Regions from separate parts of the Mus musculus genome. Here region 1 is linked to region 2. Evidence: chromatin contacts called from public HiChIP or PLAC-seq data. All regions are on one chromosome and are shown on one strand. Each heading gives the region's core, a stretch centred on a gene start, on an enhancer-like site or on the middle of the called end of the contact. The rest is flanking DNA. Distances are from core to core; before and after follow the strand shown.

Region 1 (4,004 bases), core at 32-2,531, 160 kb after region 2:
TTGGGCAAGCCTACTTTAGCCAGCAGCCTTCTGCTGTCCCATGTGCTGGGTTCCCTGGAATAGCCCACTTGTATTCTTCCTTAAGAGAGTTGGAAGGTATTCCCCAAGCTTCCTTTCAGTAAAGGTTTTGGATGATAATTAGCTTTCACAAAATCACTGTCTATATAAGGCAGTGGTCAAGTGGATGCTTTCTCTGTCTAGAATGCCTAACGGTGGCTGCCACTGTGTGACGGTACTCATCCTCCAGGTCTGAATGGTAGTGCAGATAGCATCAGTTCTCTAGAGACAAGGATTCAATGCCAACCCCTTCTCCACACCTGCCCTAGGCTGGAGGGCTTAGAATCAGTTCTCCCAAGGATGAGACTTAGACCCTTCCAGGTAGAGCAGTTCCCAAGGCCCAGCCTGTATCCTTCTCCTTCAGCCCCTCCATTGATTTTATAAATAAATCCCCTGCAGTAGAGACTTTGCTGACTAACATACCTAGAATGGTTTCTTTTTTCTTCCACAATGAGCTCTGCCTGCTACATCAACTCTAAGGTCATCAGATCCAGACAACTTGCTACATGAGAAACCTATGCATCTCTTTATTCAAACTCTTTCCTAGACTCTACAACTAGGTCTTACTCATAGCAGGGGGTGCTGATTCTCCTCTTCACTGGCTTCTCATCAGGGAATACCAAGGGCTAGGCTGTACCGGGGTGCCTCTTACATACAATAGACTCATCAAATTCACGGTACAGTTTGATCCTCTGTTGAGGAAGTTCTTAGGGGTCTACAAGCTAAAGTGTAGCCCAGCTTTGGTTGTCAAAAAACTGGGGTGACACTCTCCCTCTACAAAATCATGTGACATAACTTCAATGACAGAACAAGGCCAGAGACTTCTGCCCCTGATTCATAGAATAAGTCCTCAAGTCTAGCCAAGACATTTCCCTCCTCGGGGTCACTGCAGGTCACTCGCTGAGTCAGGAAAGAGGCAGAAACAGTGCTGACCAGGACAAGTAAAGAACCAGAACCTCTTTGAACGCTATCCAGATTTGCAGGGGTCCACAGGCCTCTCCCCACTGCCTACCGTGCATAGTGAGATCACCCTTGGAGCGGGGAGGGGGACGGCAATTACATGTCTCTCTGCTCTTCTGACTTCGTCCCTGTCATCTGACTCAGGGGCTAATTTCAGATCATCTTCCCATTTCAGCCTCATGTTGTGTCGTCAGAGACACATGCCTGGTCAGCTGGCAGAATTAGAAGCCTATGTCAGTATGTCAGCCTCAATCGCAGAACACATGGGGGTTTCCTGAAGACTTACTTCATTTCAACACCACTTTCTAGATGAGACAGCACGAAAGCAGGGACAGCTCAGTGAGCAAATGTTTAAGAGTTGTCTCCTTTCCTCCATCGGATTCCCCAGCTTCCTGCTTCACCCCACCTCTATTCACCACCACCCCTAATGGCCTCCACAAGCCATGCTCATATGCTCAGCCCTGCCCCAGGCTCTCAGATACACCTAGAGAGCAAGGAAGAGGTCCCCTCAACTCCAGTGCCAGCCGAAACCTGTCCCAGTCTGCTGCCCACACACCTACAAGCTCAGCCACGAGACCTGTGCTCCCTGTGCCCAGGATCCCAGGGTCCCCTGGACACTCTCGCCCGAGAGCACTCCCTTAACATGGATGTCACACGGCCCCCATTTTGCCACGCTGAAGTCTGTCTGTCTGTCTGTCTGTCTTTAAATTAACCAACTTTCTGTTTTTGTCATTGAAAGAATCAGATAACTACACAGTAACAAGAACATCCGCCCACAAAGGTTATATAATAAAAACACTAGCCACGGTTTTTTTTTCCCAGAGCCCCACATTCTAGGCCACTGCTACCCAGAGTCCCCAGGTCCCCTTCCCAACAAATCCTCTGCATGCGCAAGCTGACTACCAGCTAACTGAGCCACTTTTTACAATCTCCCTCCCCTGGCTATGATGGCCACATTCTTGCTCCCCTGGCTTTTCCTTACACCACGGGGTCTATCTTGCCAGAGAGGCATACAGATGCCTTAGACTCTTTCAGGGAGACTAGCTGTCAGACTTTGTTTCCTTGTCGGGTGGGGGAAGAGGAGGGAGAGAAAGGAAGAAAGGGAAGGAGAGGGGATAGAGAAGAGACTGGCCAGGCCTGCCCCTTTCCTTATACTTGTTTCTGATTGTGTGAATTTTGGACTACAGCAGCCATTTTTAGGACAATGAGGGAAAAATGAAATGATGGGAAACAGAATCAAACAACGAAAAAATAACAACAATAACAACAACAAAATGTTTCATGGACAGTGGCAGAAGAGCCTGAACCTTGGAAGATCTTGTTAAATCACAAAACTCTGCCCACTGCCTACCTCCAGATGGTATTGCATAAGAAAAACCATTCTTTATGTTTTCTGTCAGTCACTGCTCATCAGGTTTTCTGTTAGCCTACATGATAACTACACTCGTTTAAATGAGACTGTCCCCCACAGGTTGTGTGTCTGTACACTTGGTTCCCAGTTGGTGGCGCTGTTTGGGAAGGCACTGTTGGAGGAAGTATGTCACTAGAGGCTGGCTTGGAGAGTTTGAAGGCATGGGCCATTTCTAGGCCACTCTCTCTGTGTTAGTGGTTCAAAATGTAAGCTCTAGTCTTCCTGCTTCAGCCACCATGCCAGCCATTCCCCTGCCATGATAGACTCTTATCTCTCTGGAACCTTGAGCCTGAATAAACCCTTTCTTCTATAAGTTGCCTTCCTCACAATGTTTTATCACAGTAATAGAAAAGTAATACAGTGGCCCACTCCAACGAGATGATTATGATATAACGTATTGTGGGTTCCCCTTTCTGAATGGGGCTTTATTCACTCATCAGTGTGACCTTCAAGTATCTCCTACATAATCCTATCTGACTCTGTTATACATCCTCAGAGGATCCCACTACGCAGCTATCTATCCTAAAGCAAACGGGCGGACATTTTCACTGGGTTCTTGTAGTATTGACCTACCATAGGGCAACAGACTTCCCTGTGTCTACATCTCCATGCTTGTGTGCACTACCTAAAACAGAGGGAGGCCAGGACCATCCCCTTTTATCTGTCCATACCCCTTACTGTTTACCAGACAGCTGACTCCTCCCTGACTGTTCTGGGAGGAACATGTCTTTGGGCTCGTGACCTGAGTCCCCTTTTCCTCTACTCAATCCATGCCTGACTGAGTCCTAAGACACCCTCTGTTTCTGCCTGAGCCTTGGCATTCCCTAACCTGGATCCCAGCTGGACTAAGTAGAGTTTAACTTCTTTCTCCAGGACAGAACCCCACACTTGCTCTGCTCAGGCCCGCTCTAGGCCTCTCCACCTGAACACTCAGGTGTGCTCCCCTGTCATGCCCACTCACACCATTTCCAGAACCTGCCCCTTCCTGTTCTGCTGGAACTGGCTTCCATCACACTGAAGACCAGGACCATGACAATTCCCACAGGAACCAATATGTGCTGCCACACTCCACCGTCCGTCAGGCACTGGCTTCTGGTTTCAGTACCTGTAACCAAGCTGGAAAATTCACACCAGAAAACTAAACTCACACCCTAACCTAAATCCCACTTAGTGACAGAAGTTGACGTGTGCCACTGCTGGGAGGGGAGGAGCACGGTGAGAGACAGATGTCTAATAGCAGTGGGCAAAGGTGCGGATTTGCCTACCCACAAAGGCAAGGGAGTTAACACACCATCAGATCAGCCTGGCTTCTCACCGCTGGGCCTGTGCTCAGTCAGCCTGGTTATGCAAAAAGCCTAAGCTCCCAGCAAAGGGCATTGTCTCCAAAGGTCAGTTTCAGGGTCTAGTCCTCTCTCTGTGGGAGAATGACATCTTTCCTACCTGCAGAATCACAAAGCTGATTCTAGCCCATGGCCCCTTCCCAGCTGTCTCGGTTCTTCACTCAACCCTCTGGGCAACCGTGCCTGGGCCTGCATGGGACATCAGGAAAGAGGGAGGCTTCAAAGCCCATCTGGTC
Region 2 (3,541 bases), core at 887-3,386:
CCTTTTTTGTGTCCCCCCTCCCCATCAGATCCTACACATGAGACTTGGAATCTACAATAAGATTATGGCTACCTGGCCTGGCAGCTTCACACTGATCATAAGGCATGATTCAGACTGCATGAGGATGACCCTGGCTCTGTCACCTGCTAGCTGTGTGTCCTAGAACCAACTGTGCCTCTGTTCTCTGTGAAGGACAGAGCGGTAGAATTAACCCGCATGTGGTTATGAGACCTTGGTCAACTTCACATGCAATGAGTGCTTAGACGGTCTCAGGCTCAGAGCAACTATGAAATAACTGAGTTGATACCAGTTCTAAGCCCTTGCTTGCTCTTATATGGACAGGGCTATCTGTTATAGCAAGTATGTCTGCTTGCTCCTGTCTACAAAAGTGTAACAGGTACTGGGCATGCAGTAATGGCTAAGTATCCCTTCTGGAGTAAGATATCCAAAGGCTAAATAGATTTGTAGAAGGCAAGCTGCCAGGCCCTTATTGCTGATGGTGTACTGATGAGGTAGCTAATTAGAGAAGGCCTTGACCAGCAGGGCCCAGGGCTCAAGGCGATGGGAGCAGGTATTCAGGAGCTATCACAGCAGCAAGAAACATCCCAGAGGGTGCAGAGGACTAGCTTTCTGTAACACACATCTCCAGTCCATTACCCTGTATTGGTCAGCTCAGACTACTGTAACAAAAATGCTACCTGCTGGACAGTTTAAGGTCTTAGGATTTCATTATCATGGCTCTAGAAGTAGAAAGCTCAGAATCTAAATTGAATGAGGTGAGTTTTGGGTGATAGCACCCCTACTGGCTTGTAGAGGGTCACCTGCTTGTCCTCAAACAGCCTTGCTTTGGTAAGTGGGTATAGGGAGAGAGCCCTAGTACCTTTTCTGAAGACGCAACCCCTTCTGATTAAAGCTCCATTCAAGGGCCTCAGTTAACCATAATCTATTCTTTACACCTCCAATACAGCCTACAAGGGGGATTAGGGCTTTACCATAGGAACTCAGAGGGGAACACAAGCATTTAGTTTGTGGCACCTCCTTGTTCTAGGCGCTCTGGCTCTTCATACAGGAAGAGCAGTCCTGCCCTTACCACTGCTCCTTGGCACAGAGAGCGGAACAGGGAAAGCAGTTTCTCAGCATGCCAGCTCAGCCTTCTGCTCCCAGCCTGGCTGCTAATGGCCACTTTGGTGTGTCCACCACGTCCGTCCACCGCCTGAGAATTTGCTTCTACACTGGGGACCTTATTAGCTGCTAACGGCTGAGCAGAGGAAGCGTGCTGAGGCCTTGTAGGAGCTGGCCTTTCCGCTCGAGTCTCCTCTCTGGGGTTTGTTTGGGCCACTGCACACTCTGAATTTTCTACCCAGCTTCATTTCTGTCAAGTAATTATTTACAAATTAGATTCCCAGGGAATACATGAGCCGAAAATGCAAGCACAATATATGTAAATAATAACAAAGGGGTTTCCAGTGAACTATCTTCCAAATGCCCACTGACATTAGGGAACTCCCAGACCAGCCCCAGTAGCATCCCTCCACCTCAGGGCATGCAACCAGCTCCAGGTCACTCTGCCTCCAGGGCAGACTTAGGGGGTAGGGGAGGGAAGATCATGGGGGGAACTCACACTATAAAAATGGCTCTCAGATGCTCACTAAACCCAAAGGCTGATGAAGCAAGGTGTTTTTCAAAGTGTCTTCTCAAATCAAAATCCTTGTACGCTCAAAGAAAGTGGAGTTTACCTGTAGTTTTGTTAAAGCTATAGCAACTACTTGATTTAGAATATCTCTTTTCTGTAGGAAAGGCCTCATCTTTGGACATCAGCAGCAAGATGTCACCAAATGGTCACCTTTCTTTCTTCCTCTGAAGGACTTTGGGATCTGTGCCCAGCTGAGAGATTACACTTGCCAGCCTCTCTCCCTAGAGGACTGCCCCATGGCCCTGTAGCCATGGAGGTGCAAGACGACTCGGCTCGTATGCAGCTCACAGGAGGTAGCAAAAGGGCTTCCAGGAAAGACAGGCAATACAAGCACACAAGAGGAGAACTAAACTCTTTCCCTCTTCCCCTTTCTTGCTCTCTGCAATTGGAGTGATGTCAGAGCACCCACTCATACTTTGACCAGGAGCTGACTTTATGACTTAGGCTAGGATACTGGGGTTGCACCACCAGAGGAGAGTGTAGTAACTGTGGAGTGCCCCACCCATACCGATATGAGCCATGCCAGCAGCAAACACGCCTCATTTCCAATCTTCCAGTGCTCGCTCACAGTCTCTAAGGCTAGCATGCACTTGGGGTCCAGACTTTACTTACAGGCAGCACTTTGCTAGTCCCTATCATCCACTCACTAATTATTTGTAACAAAAGCTTCCAAGAGGTAACTCTGTGGTACAACATTCCCAATATAGTTTATATTGTATCATCAGCCTTGCTGTCATTAAATTCGGAAGGTTCAGGTCCTGAGCAGGGCTCGGCCTGCTAGAATTTATGAGTGTCAAAGTCAGGAGTGTGGGTTTGGGCTTTCCTTTTTTTTTTTTTAAAGACTAGGTATTCTAAAGAGATGTGACTGCAAACGTATACAAACATGTGTGCATTTGTATATATGAGTGTGTGTCCGTGTGCATACAAGCATATGAACATATGCAAGTGTGGATGCAGTCTGTGTAGTGTATGCTGTGTGGGTGTATGCATATGCTCATATGTGAGCACATGTGCCTTGTGTATACATGTTTTCATATATACATGTGTATGCTTGCATCCATGAGCTTTTCTGGATGCCAGGATGATGAAGAAGAATAGACAGTTCGGAGAACATGTGTAAAGCTCTGGAGACAAGTGAAACTAAATTAACAGGTCTTATCCAAAGCCCACAGTTCTTAACATTCACATCTCAGGCACTAACTTGTCTGCATTTGAGGGCTGTTAAAAACTCTCACTACCAAGTGTGTGTGTGTCTCTGTGTGTGTGTGTGTGTGTGTGTGTGTGTGTGTGTATGTGTATGGAGAGGGAGAGTATAATGGCTCAAGTCCATATAATTTTATTATTTCCAATAAAAGCAAAACAAATTTTAAGTGTATAACTAAATGTGATTGGGTTTTTATGTTTCTGTAAGACACAGCACAAAATTAGACTCCCGATCCCCTAACTTAACTTTCTACCACGGCTCCAGTTTCAGCGTGAGATGGAAGACGGAATCATCATGGTCTGTCAAGTCTATTCAGGACGGGACAGTCCTCTCGGGGGAAGGAATGCCACTCTTTATGTTACTCTGACGTTTCTTATACACTCATCTCACACAGTCATAGATGATAGTTATACTGTTTGGAACGAAATAAGAGCCAGTGTTCTGTGCCTAGAAAGCCCACTGACATGTGGACATAGCACAAACCTGGCAGTCAGAGATCTCACGTGCTTTTCACTTGAACTTCACTTTTTCAGGAGTGTGTTAGTGGCCTCTGCTTGGGAGTCTGGGTCCTGGATCCTTTTGTCAAAAAAAAAAAAAAGAAAAAGACAAAAAAAATGACAATAATTAAACCAGGCAGCAGCTGC

What was found. HiChIP or PLAC-seq counts read pairs in DNA pulled down with a chosen protein or histone mark.
Region 1: an H3K27ac HiChIP or PLAC-seq map of bone marrow-derived dendritic cells shows a contact between it and region 2, with 3 times the contacts expected there. The contact joins two enhancer-like sites. A contact is called at or near these places in 4 of 484 Hi-C or Micro-C datasets (embryonic fibroblasts, group 2 innate lymphoid cells, liver and 1 more), 4 of 115 datasets of contacts at active chromatin or transcription factors (the 230-238 cell line, CD8 T cells, bone marrow-derived dendritic cells and 1 more) and 1 of 9 other capture datasets (embryonic stem cells).

Annotation. Positions count from the first base shown.
Region 1 is chr12:25,211,223-25,215,226 of GRCm38.p6, reverse strand. All of the region lies in intron 6 of Gm36287 (a long non-coding RNA gene), which reads right to left. Among named protein-coding and RNA genes, the nearest start is that of Gm36441, 3.6 kb to the right of the region's middle. Within about 2 kb of position 1,281, at least 27 of the 459 cell types and tissues checked have an H3K27ac peak or open chromatin away from gene starts, as enhancers often do. A contact at or near this core is called in bone marrow-derived dendritic cells, where this site is marked.
Region 2 is chr12:25,376,841-25,380,381 of GRCm38.p6, reverse strand. It overlaps Gm36723 (a long non-coding RNA gene), which reads right to left. Exons shown (of 12, transcript XR_001780577.2): 2 at 1-3,473. Among named protein-coding and RNA genes, the nearest start is that of Gm36723, 23 kb to the right of the region's middle. Within about 2 kb of position 2,136, at least 14 of the 459 cell types and tissues checked have an H3K27ac peak or open chromatin away from gene starts, as enhancers often do. A contact at or near this core is called in bone marrow-derived dendritic cells, where this site is marked.